2 separate regions of the Mus musculus genome follow, and region 1 is linked to region 2. A link is a contact called in public HiChIP or PLAC-seq data. All regions are on one chromosome and are shown on one strand. Each heading gives the region's core, a stretch centred on a gene start, on an enhancer-like site or on the middle of the called end of the contact. The rest is flanking DNA. Distances are from core to core; before and after follow the strand shown.

Region 1 (5,476 bases), core at 2,265-4,764, 110 kb before region 2:
TGCTCTCCTGAGTGGAGGTGCCCAGAAAAAGCTCATCATCTGAGCCTTTGGCCTGAGGGAGCTCCTGGGGAGCAGGGTGTCCTTTACGCACATCTACAAGCCCTGGAAATCGAGCCTGGATGACAGAGGCTGTGGACAGCCGCTGACTGCGGGTTGGTCGCCCTATGCCAGCAGTACCCACTCGTCCAGGGCCAAAGGGCTTGCCAGCTCGCTTCAGTTTGCGGCGACAGAGGGCTGCCAACTCAGGCAGCTGGAGGTAGCTGGCAGCAGTGAGTAGAGTGCTGAAGTTTGGCTCAGATGGCTGGTCACTGGGCAGGAGCTTGCCTGTGTAGATGAAGTCCAGGATCTGCTGGAACACAGTGGAGCTGACCATGTCTGTGTCTAAGTTGATGAGGTTATCATGCAGGACCAGGGACTTGAAGTAGATGCTGCTAGCAGCCAGGACATTCTTGTGGGCCCGGAAGATAGAGTTCTCCACCATGATGATGACGTCACACAGGAAGCCCTTGGCCCTCTGCTGGTTCAGCTGTAGCAGGAGCTGTTTTGAATGGCTGGGAAGCTCCATGTCTGGCCCCATGTCCCTGTGCCCTGCCCACGGGCACCACCTGTGGGCAAGAACAGGCAGGATAGATAGTTAACCTGCAACCTGCACGAAGGCCTGGCACAGGGTATGTACTGAGCCCACCGGATTCCACCCTCCTCAGGCACAGTGTACAGGACAGATTTCATTATGTATAAGACCGTGTCCTCTCATTTCCTGCCAACTACTCACATGGAAAAAGAGGTCATGACAAATACAGGTGCCAAGCAAAACCCAAGGTGTATAGGCTAGGTAGAGGGCTTATTGGCTAAGTGCACTTGCTGTTCTTCAAATCATCTGTAAGTCTGATTCCCAGGATCTGATGCCCTCTTATTAACTCTGCAAGCAGCAGGCACTCAAGCAGTTATATACATGCAGGCAAAGCACTCACATACATAAAAATAAATCTAGAAATGTTAATGGGGTTTGAATTTTCCTTTGTTACTCTTTCAGGTATGAAAGAAGTCATTCACAGGTCAGAGGTCACAAAGAGAACCTACAAAAATGACTGGCAGCTGGCCAGTCCAGGCGTAAACCCACCCCACGGGACTGGTCTTCCCACACTTACACACACACACACACACACACACACACAAATTTTTTTAAACTAAAAGGTTAAAATTTAAAAGATAAAAAGGAAAAAAAATGGGGGTGGGTGGCTATGGGGGACTTTTGGTATAGCATTGGAAATGTAAATGAGCTAAATACCTAATAAAAAATGGAAAAGAAAAAAAAAAGGAAAAAAAAACCCCACCCAAAAAAAAAAAAAAAAAAAAACAGCCAGACAAACAAACAAGTAAACAAAAGACAACCAAAACTCAAAAAAACTATGAGCCAAACCAAATTTTTTTGCTAGCCTCTGGCCCACAACCTCTGTTCTATCCTGGGATACCTTTCAAATACTCCGCCAGGCAGCCAAGGCGTTCTCATTTGCTAACTCCTAGTCCTGACCCAAATACTGATCCTCCCTCCCATAACTGCTGGGTTCTTACAAGCTCACCACCATCCAGGAGTATAGAGACAGTGGGCACTGTCCAAGCCTGTGAGCCCTGTGCCCTTTCTAGTACTGTCTACCATCTGGAGCCTGGGAAAGGCAGCAAGCTGGTCCTTCCAAACAGGCTACATAGACTCCAGCTGCAGTGACTAAGTAATAAGCACACGGATGCCTCTCGTCTTCAAAGGAATCTATCAGCAATAGTGTGTCCAAGTGAGATCCCACCTGTAAAGAGCTCTCCAGGAGAACAAGGGCGGCAAGTGTACCGAAGGCCCCAGGAGGTCAGAAGTATACCTCAGCGGCACTCTTGACTCCACATGGCCTGCCTTAACTTCCATCCAATAGAATGGGCCACACCAGTGCCCAAGGAGACCCAAAGTTTCCTGAGGTCACAAGCCATGGGGACTCAGCTGCCAGCCCTGCAACATCAGTGCCCACAGCAAAAGTCTGGGGGCTCTGGTAGCTTACACAGAGAACTATGAGCCTCCAACTCAGGGTCTAATTTCTTTCTTTGAGACAGGATCTCCCTTTGGAACCCTACCTGGTCTGGAATTTGATGTATAGACCAAGCTGTCCTTGGCTCAGAAGAAATCACTCTTCCTCTGCCTCCCAAGCACCGGTATTAAAGGACTGTGCTGTGCATACCATGCCTGGCTTCCATGTAGCTAAACTGAAGCTCACTACCACCCCAAATGCCCTGCCCTTTCCTCAAAATGTTCCCAGTCCTGTCTTCTTCTAGGGTAGGCCTGCTTCTCTTCAACCCAACACACTGTAAAACTAACAATCTGCCCTGTTCAGAGAAGGAAGCTAATAACCCAGCACACTGTGAGTCAACAGAAACGTTACAGGAATGCTAACACTCGGTCCTACCAGCACCTGCCAGAGGGCTCTGCCTGCCTGCCCCTTGCCCACAACAGCTGAAGCACATCAGTGGGATACTGAGTGGCTGGAGATGAGGAAAACCAAGGCTTCTCCACATGCTAAGTAGAAACAAAGAGCCTAAGGTATGATTTCCACACAGGCCCTATATATCAGCCCCAAGGCAATGGCAGTGCCAGCTCTGCCAGCAATAATAGCTGGTACCTCAGGCCTACCAAGAGAAATAAAAGAAAAGCTATATGTGGCCAAGGCCTGGGCCACAAGTCCTAGACACCCCACATGCTGCCTGCCTGCACTGTGCACATATAGCAACCTGAATTCTGAGGGCCAGGACAGAATGTATACTGCAAAGCTGTATGAGAGACCCAGGAAGCCCCAAGGACTGGAAACCAGTGGTGATTCTTCCTCTCCCAGGCCTACCGGAGTGCCAGGGGCCCAGAAACCATGTGAGCAGCAGCCGGCGGGGGGTGGCCTCCTCGAGTGCACAGACTTCCTGAGGGTGCATCAAAGCCTGGTTACCTGGAGAAAAAAAAGCAGGCATCAGTGAGGGACGGAGGAGAAGAGAGGAACAAGGGGTGGGGGGGTCTCTACTCCCAAAGAGGTTCACAAACACCTGAGGCAACAAAGCAAGAGGAAAAAAAATGAGACACACATACACACACACCAAAAAAAGAGAGACCTTGTTTTAGATATGAGCAGCTAGGTGGCATTATGTAGCCTTTAAAGCACATTGTAAATGTCCCTTGCCTTTAATCCCAGCACTCCCAGAGGCAGGTGGGTATCTGTAAGTTCGAGGCCAGCCTGCTCTATGTAAGAGGGTTCCTGTCGAAAGGAAAGGAAAGGAAAGGAAAGGAAAGGAAAGGAAAGGAAAGGAAAGGAAAGGAAAGGAAAGGAAAAGAAAGGAAAAGAAAGGAAAGGAAAGGAAAGGATACAGGGAGGGGGCATCTTAGGAGGCTAAAGGCAAGACACAGCTGGCTGTCAGGAGGCTAGGGCAAGGCTGGCCATATTTACATAACAAAAGGTCAAAACCAGGAGCCACTTGTGGAAGGGCTATTTATAAGAGCCAATCTGCCTCTACTGCCTCTTTCCCCTTCTTTCCTTGGCAACAGGGCTCTTCTGTCTACAGGCTCAACTCAGCACAACAACCAACAGCAACCGGGTGAGGGGTGCTCTCTGCCGCCATCACTCTGTGTTCTACAAGAGGAGGGATCTTGAGGTTCTGGATCCCTGTACTCCATACAGAACGGCAGCCTGGTCTCCCCTGGAACAAGCAGGGGTAGGAGGAGCCTGCAGCAGGCAAGAATCCATCTCTGACAGCCCTTCCCCCACACCATCCCTAGGGCCAGAGGACAGGTCCTTCAGGAATGTGACCAGACCTGGGGTATAGACCTTAGACTGAGGCCTCGGTCCTTGGCTTCAGGCTCAGCTGTCTCTCCAGCCCTAGAAGCAGCTCCCATTTCAGAGTGGGCTCAAAATCCCAGAGGTCACAGAACAAAGAACCAGCTCTGAGCTCCATGTTTCATGAGCTGGTCACCCAAGAGGGCAGTGGACAGAAGAAAAGCCAACGAAATGGGCAAGATGAATCAGACACCCATGAAATCCATCTTAGCCAGCCAGACACCTCAGCCTAAACCAGTCTTATGCCATAGCGCTTGCCAAATCCTGATTTCTGTGAGTTCAAGGGGGAAGAATTCTTTTACATCAAGTTCTACAAAAGGCAAAACTGACACAAATCAGTGTAAGCTTGCATGGGCAGAACAACCACACAGCAACACAGACTCTTGTTGCTCCTGGCTTCTCTCTGACTGGGGCACGATTAGTGTTTCTCCAGAGCCAGTCAAAGCATGGTTCTTCAGGACCTCCCTCCCTTCCCCCATGCACCCACAACCTCAATATTCACTCACCCCACTTCCCTGCCTAAACACACAGCATTCAAGTGGCTGATGAAAATGACAGATGACAGTCTGGGCTTCCACTATCTCCGTGCCGCCTCCTGACCCTAAGTGGAGCTTCATTGGGGGAATGACCCACCCATAATCCTGCTGAGAAGGCTAGTGTCCAGGAAGCCTCAAGGACTAGTGAAAAAGGCTTCTCTTCTCTGTTCCCTACAATGGGACAGGACACCACTATTATGGCCCAGTCTTAAGAATTGAGAAAGGTTTTAAGATAAAAGTGACTTAAATAGGAAACTGAGAAAGTCTACCACTCTACCTCTTCCAAAAAATACTGCCCCAAATCAGCCTAGACACCCACCTTTCCTAGTGCCACGGTCTCCAGAGGCTCACGCTTAGTACTGGTCTGCCTATGGAGCCTCCTGTGACTCCCTTTGCACGCGAGGCTGCTAGCCCAGCTTCTAGGACAAGAAGACTCCAGGCCCACACAGTGAGGCCCAGACTCGGGGTGTGGTTTCAAGCCACATGATACTCCTCACACTTCTTCTCAATGCCTGATCCCCTCGGGCAGGAATGAACCCTCCTGGAGGCATCCAAGGGCACCTGGGCTGGAATTTCTCTGCTTCACACCCAGCCAGGAGGCCTGGTGAAAAGGAAAAAGGCCAGGAAAGGGGGCCATCCCACCCAGGCCTCTTAAGAACCTTCTCATCCTGCCTGGCAACCACTGACTCCGCCAGAGTATGCATCTGTAAAAGGCCTGGTGGACTGAGAAAGCGGGCGGGAGTTTCTTCCACCTCAGCCATCATCCTGAGTGCCACTCCCAGGTAAGAGGGCTTGGCTGAGACAAGAACACTGATGAAGAAGTCATAACCGCTAGCTAGGCACCTTCCACATCCCAGAGATTTAATAAGCACATCTGACTAATGTCAGAGAAGACTCAGACATTTTCCTACCATCCAGAGACCTTAATGTGAGGACAGTTGGTCCACTTCCCATATGGTAATCTCATATCCCACGTGGCTCCCCCAAGCCTGGGCTGTCTGAAAGAGACTGAGCAACTGGAGATCTAGAAGATTCCCAATGCCTAGTCCAGGGCCTAACTATGGGCAGACACAGTCACAAAGTGAAGAT
Region 2 (5,416 bases), core at 1,572-4,071:
CGCCTTTGATCCCAGCACTTGGGAGGCAGAGAGGCAGGCGGATTTCTGAGTTCTAGGCCAGCCTGGTCTACAGAGTGAGTTCCAGGATAGCCAGGGCTATACAGAGAAACCCTGTCTTGAAAAAAAAAAAAAAGAAAGAAAGAGAAAGAAAGAAAGAAAGAAAGAAAGAAAGAAAGAAAGAAAGAAAGAAAGAAAGAGAAAGAAAGAAAAAAGAATGGGGGTGGAGAGATGGCTCAGCGATTAAAAAACACTGACTGCTCTTCCAGAGGCCCTGAGTTCAATTCCCAGCAACCGCATGGTGCTCAAAACCATCTATAATGGGATCGGATGTCCTCTTCTGGTGTGTCTGAAGACAGATACAGTGTACTCATCATATAAATAAAGACATTTAAAAATTCATTTATTTATTATCTGTAAGTACACTCTAGCTGTCTTCAGACACTCCAGAAGAGGGTGTCAGATCTTGTTATGGATGTTTGTGAGCTGTGGTTGCTGGGGTTTGAACTCAGGACCTTCAGAAGAGCTGTCAGTGCTCTTAACTGCTGAGCCATCTCACCAGCCACGGAATACATTTTTGTTTGTATGTTTGTTTAAGAAAAGAATGTAGTCATGGCTAGGGCACAGTGGTGTGTGCTTGCAGTCTCAACAAGTCGGTGGTGGTGGACAACCCCTTGAGCCTAGGATTCGAAGGCTAGTCTGAGCAATGTGGTAAGATACTATCCATCTCAAAAAGAAAACACGTGCCATGGTACGCATATTACTCCCCCAACACAAACAAGTGTATGTAATATTTTTCTAAAAAAGGATTTAAAACATATAAGCATGTGCAGAATTGGAATGTAAAGATGTTTTTGTATGTCTTGGTCTGAGCCTCTAAGGAGTTCTCTGTGCCCACTCTTATTTCTCTGAAGGATACCTGGACACTTTATAAACCAGCCAAATCTGAAAGACATTATTTTATTAACACACCAGCCTCTTCCCATTGCTCTTAAACAAGTGGTTGTAACTACAACACGAACTGGCACCAAATAATCGCTCAGCTGTCCTTACGTCCAGATGTCACAGACTGGGCCTCCCTGCAGCCAGGTAAGGCTGCCCAAGGTCGGCCTACTACTCACTACTCAGCCTAGAGGACCTGGAAACAGGATTTAGTGGCTTTTCACTCTAGGAAGTCAGACCCTGCTCCAAGGCCTGACTGAACTGGAACTTTAGCCTTGGCCTTCCTCCATAGTTTTAGGCAGTTTGTAGCTGGCCTTCGGTGTCTGAGTGAGGAAGGCTCCAGGAAAGGTTCCAGAGTTGCCTCACAAGGGGACCCCTTCCCCAGGCCTTTTGGAATCCAGGTCATCAATGGCGCAGAGCTGCACACCATTTTGGGCCAGCCAAGCCCGCAAAGTGGGTGCTGTGAGAACGTGCAGCTCATGCAGCCGCTCCCAAGAACAAGAGAACGCATCTGGGCCCTCACCGCAGCCCCCTGCTGGAGGCACACTGGGGTATCCGGGATGTGCCATCAGCTCGGCAGTCAGGGCGTGGCCAGCAGGGATATCTTCCAGGGCCCGCGCCAGTGACCCCAAGACTCGGTGAGCTGACATATGCCGGCCACAAGTGCTCAGGCCCACAAAGGCATCGGTCCACCTGTGAGTGCCAGGATATCAGAGGTGTTGCCTCAAGGACCGGTCGGGATAGGCAGAGGGTGGAGCAGGACAGTAGGTCAACTCCTAACTTTTTTTTTTTTTTTGGTTGAGAAAAACCAACCAAAACTGGGATCTTTGGGGACGTGGCAGGGTTGGATGTAGTTGGGAAGGCTGATGCTCACCGCAGGCCGTGGCGAGAGAAGGGGCCAATTGCGGCCCGGGCATCGCGCTCCACCGTGCAGGCGAAGGCGCGCGCTGGCGCTTCGAGCCACGCGCAGCTGCCCACGCCACGTTCTGCCGGCAGCCGTGTGAAGCGGACCCCGTACGCCTGCAGCGCCTCGGCGAACACCTGACACACGCCTGCTTGGAGGGGTGGGCGCAGAGGGGAGTCTCCATCGACCTCCCATCAACCCAGGAAAGAAGCCCCACCCCCCGCCCTGGGAGTATCAAGCCGCGTACCTGGAAGCACATGCACGTGCTGGTGACCGTCCACGTGCGTGGGGGACCTGCCCAGCAACTCCCGGAAGCGGCTGAGTTGAGCTTCTAGTTCCTCCCGCACCTGAAGGGAGGGGCACAGATACTATGAGCTTCGGGAAGCAGCCACAAAACTAGGAGCTCCGTCTGGTGCCACGATGCGACTGCTCCAGCCTTTGAACTAGAGAGTATACCCAGCATCCGCTTTTGACCCAACGACTTCCATGATACCCTCTGGGCTGAGATTTGAAGATCAAGATGAGTATTCCCCTGCAGCCACGTCTCCGCACCTGGGGCAAAGCAACGTCTCCAGCCGCTAAAGCCTCCCGAAATCCCATCTTGCCGAGAAAGAAGCCTTCGGGGCTGAGGAGCGACGAGGCGTTGTGGCGGGCCGGGCCCACCGGACGGCCCTCAGACAGGTTGGCGTGAAGACCCGTGGGAATGCTGTGCCTACGGGCAGAGCGCGAGAGCGATCACCGGCTGCCACCAAGTGGGAGCCCCTAAACCAGCCGGGTCCTGTAGGGGACCGCCCTCACCTGCGGGCCAGCTCGGCCGCACTCTCTGCGGCTGTGCCGTTAACCAGCAGTGACACGCTGGTCACAGTTCCTGCCAGGAAGGCCTCTACGATGCCCTCATCGCGCCGCGGGCAATAACCAAAGTCATCAGCGGTGACAACCAGCCGCACGCGGGGAAAAGCCATGGCTGCCAAACCCTGGCTGGAGAGCAGAGGGAATAGGTTGGAGCATCCAGACCCCGCCCTCGAACGCTGCCGAGGCCCCACCCCGACGCACACGCCTAAATGCGGCTGCAAGCCGCCATTGTTCTCGCCACCTAGAGGTCTCTGAATGTCCTGCTAACGCTCTGCAAATTTTATTTTTTTGTTCGTGTGTGTGTGTGTGTGTGTGTGTGTGTGTGTGTGTTTATGTATATATACATATGTATGTATATACGTGTATACACGTGTGTGTGTATATATAGTATATATATACATACATAAATACACACACACACATATATGTGTTTATACTTATGTATATATACATGTATATATACATATGTATGTATATACGTGTATACACGTGTGTGTGTATATATAGTATATATATATACATACATAAATACACACACATATATATGTGTGTTTATACTTATGTATATATACATGTATATATACATATGTATGTATATATGTGTATACACGTGTGTGTATATATATAGTATATATAAACACACACATATATATGTATATACGTGTATACACGTGTATATATATATATATGTATATATATATACATACATAAATACACACACGCATATGTGTGTGTGTGTGCGCGTGTGTGCATGCGCGCCTGGTTTTGATCCACAATGTGAACGCATACTGGTAACCGAACTTCAGTCCTTTGCAAGAACTGTAAGCTTTCCTAACCACTGAGTTCTCTAGCTCATTTTTTTATTTTTGAACTGTAATTTTTTTTAATGTCGAAAAGGAGAAATATATTCAAGAGAAATTCCCCTTGCTCTTCTCAGTGTTTATCATTACTAAGTTTCTGGGCAGTATATTGTCCTTCCATTATTTTCTCTGAGAAAAAAACCAGCCACCTACCTTTCTCCATCACTCAATGATGATGCCAAGTTATTTCATTCTTGTAATGCTGCTCTTCTTTGTTTCAGTCTGTTCCTCACTGATTCTCCCAAGGGGAGGCTTTTTCTTAGCAAAAGCTCTAAACAACAAGAAAACTGGCAGATTTACTCAAGAAAGCACTAGTTCACTTTCACCTTGAGCTTAAGGCAATGCTTACATCCGTCACCTCACTTTTGGACTTTGTCCAGTAAGCTTCCTTATCCATGACTTACCTATAATCACCATGGTGACATGGTAATGTGGCTGTCTTGATACTGTTTTGAAACAGTCTTATGTATACCAGGCTGACCTCACTATTCATTCAGCTGAGGCTAGCCTTGAACGTCTGATCCTAGAGCTTCCACCTGTCCAGTGCTGGAGCTACAGGTATGTGCTACCACGCCTGGTTTTTGTGGCACAGGAAATTAAACCAAAGACTTCATGCATGTTAGGCAAGCATTCTGCCAACTGAGAAGCATTCATTATAGGATGTCTGTTTCTTGATTCAAGCCCATGATATTGGTAATTTACTACTGTTTTACAGCTAAGAGACCTGAAGGTTCATGAGAGAGATGGGGCAGGAACCCTTCCCTACAAGTTGAAGCCTGACCTGCTCTGGGCTCCTCAATCCTGATGCCTGCGTGACAGGCAGAAGGGAGAGAACTTGATTGTAACAGTACCTGGTGACGTTTCATAAGGGTTGGAGGCCTCGAAGAACCCTTCAGCCAAGTTCTTGGCATAAACACTGCTGTGTCTGATCATAGTGACTGTTGAACCATCGGGTGTCATTCAGCCACTGGGGCCCTCTGAGAAACTGCTTTTGGAAAGGCCAGAGGCCCTGAGGCCATGGAACGCTGAGAACCACAGATTGGGAGGAGAAAACTCTACAGCACCTACTGTATCAGGAATGGGGTTATTAGGGATTAGGGCTAACTGCTTTGATTCTTGCCCTAAAGAAGTGAAGCTGTTAGACAAGGAAGAAAAAAATGTGGCAGGGGAGGATGGACTTGCTGTGGGTATGTTGGCAATGACAGGCTTCCTAGGATTGAAGGGAGGAAGGAAAACTGTAGAGGTGAGTTTATATGGCGCTTCCATATAGTGTAAACTGTGTTGTAATACTCACTTGTGGAAGGGTCCTCAGCTCCATTATGAGGAGCTGGTGTTGAGGGGCTAAGTCATATTAGTAAGAAAAAGCAGGGGCAGGAACTAGGCTGTTCAGAAAACCAGGACTCTTCACTTGAAAAGGAAGATGCGGCCTAGTCCACACTGCATTGATGAGGGAAAGGGATCCTTAAGAGGAAGCCAACGGAGTGGGAGGTCCAGGAATGAGCTGAGGAAGGTGTTTAAATCACAAATTGAGGCTATCGCTTCCGCCCTGAGAATTAGAGAAACAAGACCCAGATTCAGACGTCTTGGCTGAATATAACCATCCCCAAGAACTATACTTAGCTGGCTGGACAGAAAAAAAAAAAATCCAACGGGTGGGGGAGGAGCCAATCTGGGCCCCTCCCCCAACCATTGTGTCGGGGAGGCTAGTGAATGAGAGGCCAGATTCTGTCCAATCAGGATAAGGTATGTAAATGAGCATCCTAGGATGCTAAGGGGGTAGGATTCCAGTTCTCTGTGCGGTAGAGCTTTAAAGGGTGCTGAGTGAGCGAACCCCTAGAAGCACAGCAGAGACTCTGGTAAG

Evidence for each region. HiChIP or PLAC-seq counts read pairs in DNA pulled down with a chosen protein or histone mark.
Region 1: an H3K4me3 HiChIP or PLAC-seq map of embryonic stem cells shows a contact between it and region 2, with 13 read pairs. The contact joins the enhancer-like site here to the promoter of Ydjc in region 2. A contact is called at or near these places in 20 of 39 promoter capture datasets (3T3-L1-derived adipocytes, the C10 cell line, the HPC-7 cell line and 14 more), 2 of 484 Hi-C or Micro-C datasets (bone marrow-derived macrophages and muscle stem cells), 11 of 115 datasets of contacts at active chromatin or transcription factors (the 230-238 cell line, the SCID.adh cell line, craniofacial prominence and 4 more) and 4 of 9 other capture datasets (adipose tissue, liver, macrophages and 1 more).

Annotation. Positions count from the first base shown.
Region 1 is chr16:17,252,464-17,257,939 of GRCm38.p6, reverse strand. Hic2 (hypermethylated in cancer 2) reads right to left here. Exons shown (of 3, transcript NM_178922.3): 2 at 2,874-2,972; 3 at 1-605. The coding sequence starts at 2,899. It also overlaps a transcript of Tmem191c not described here. Among named protein-coding and RNA genes, the nearest start is that of Tmem191c, 21 kb to the left of the region's middle. Within about 2 kb of position 3,514, at least 53 of the 459 cell types and tissues checked have an H3K27ac peak or open chromatin away from gene starts, as enhancers often do. A contact at or near this core is called in embryonic stem cells, epiblast stem cells, neural stem cells and 3 more, where this site is marked.
Region 2 is chr16:17,144,372-17,149,787 of GRCm38.p6, reverse strand. Ydjc (YdjC homolog (bacterial)) reads right to left here and starts at 2,821. Exons shown (of 5, transcript NM_026940.4): 1 at 2,642-2,821; 2 at 2,396-2,555; 3 at 2,091-2,190; 4 at 1,814-1,991; 5 at 931-1,632. The coding sequence starts at 2,805. The coding sequence ends at 1,302. It overlaps LOC115488656 (a long non-coding RNA gene), which reads right to left and starts at 4,917. Exons shown (of 3, transcript XR_003951945.1): 1 at 4,850-4,917; 2 at 4,407-4,622; 3 at 3,764-3,826. It overlaps Ccdc116 (coiled-coil domain containing 116), which reads left to right and starts at 5,342. Exons shown (of 5, transcript NM_001373948.1): 1 at 5,342-5,411.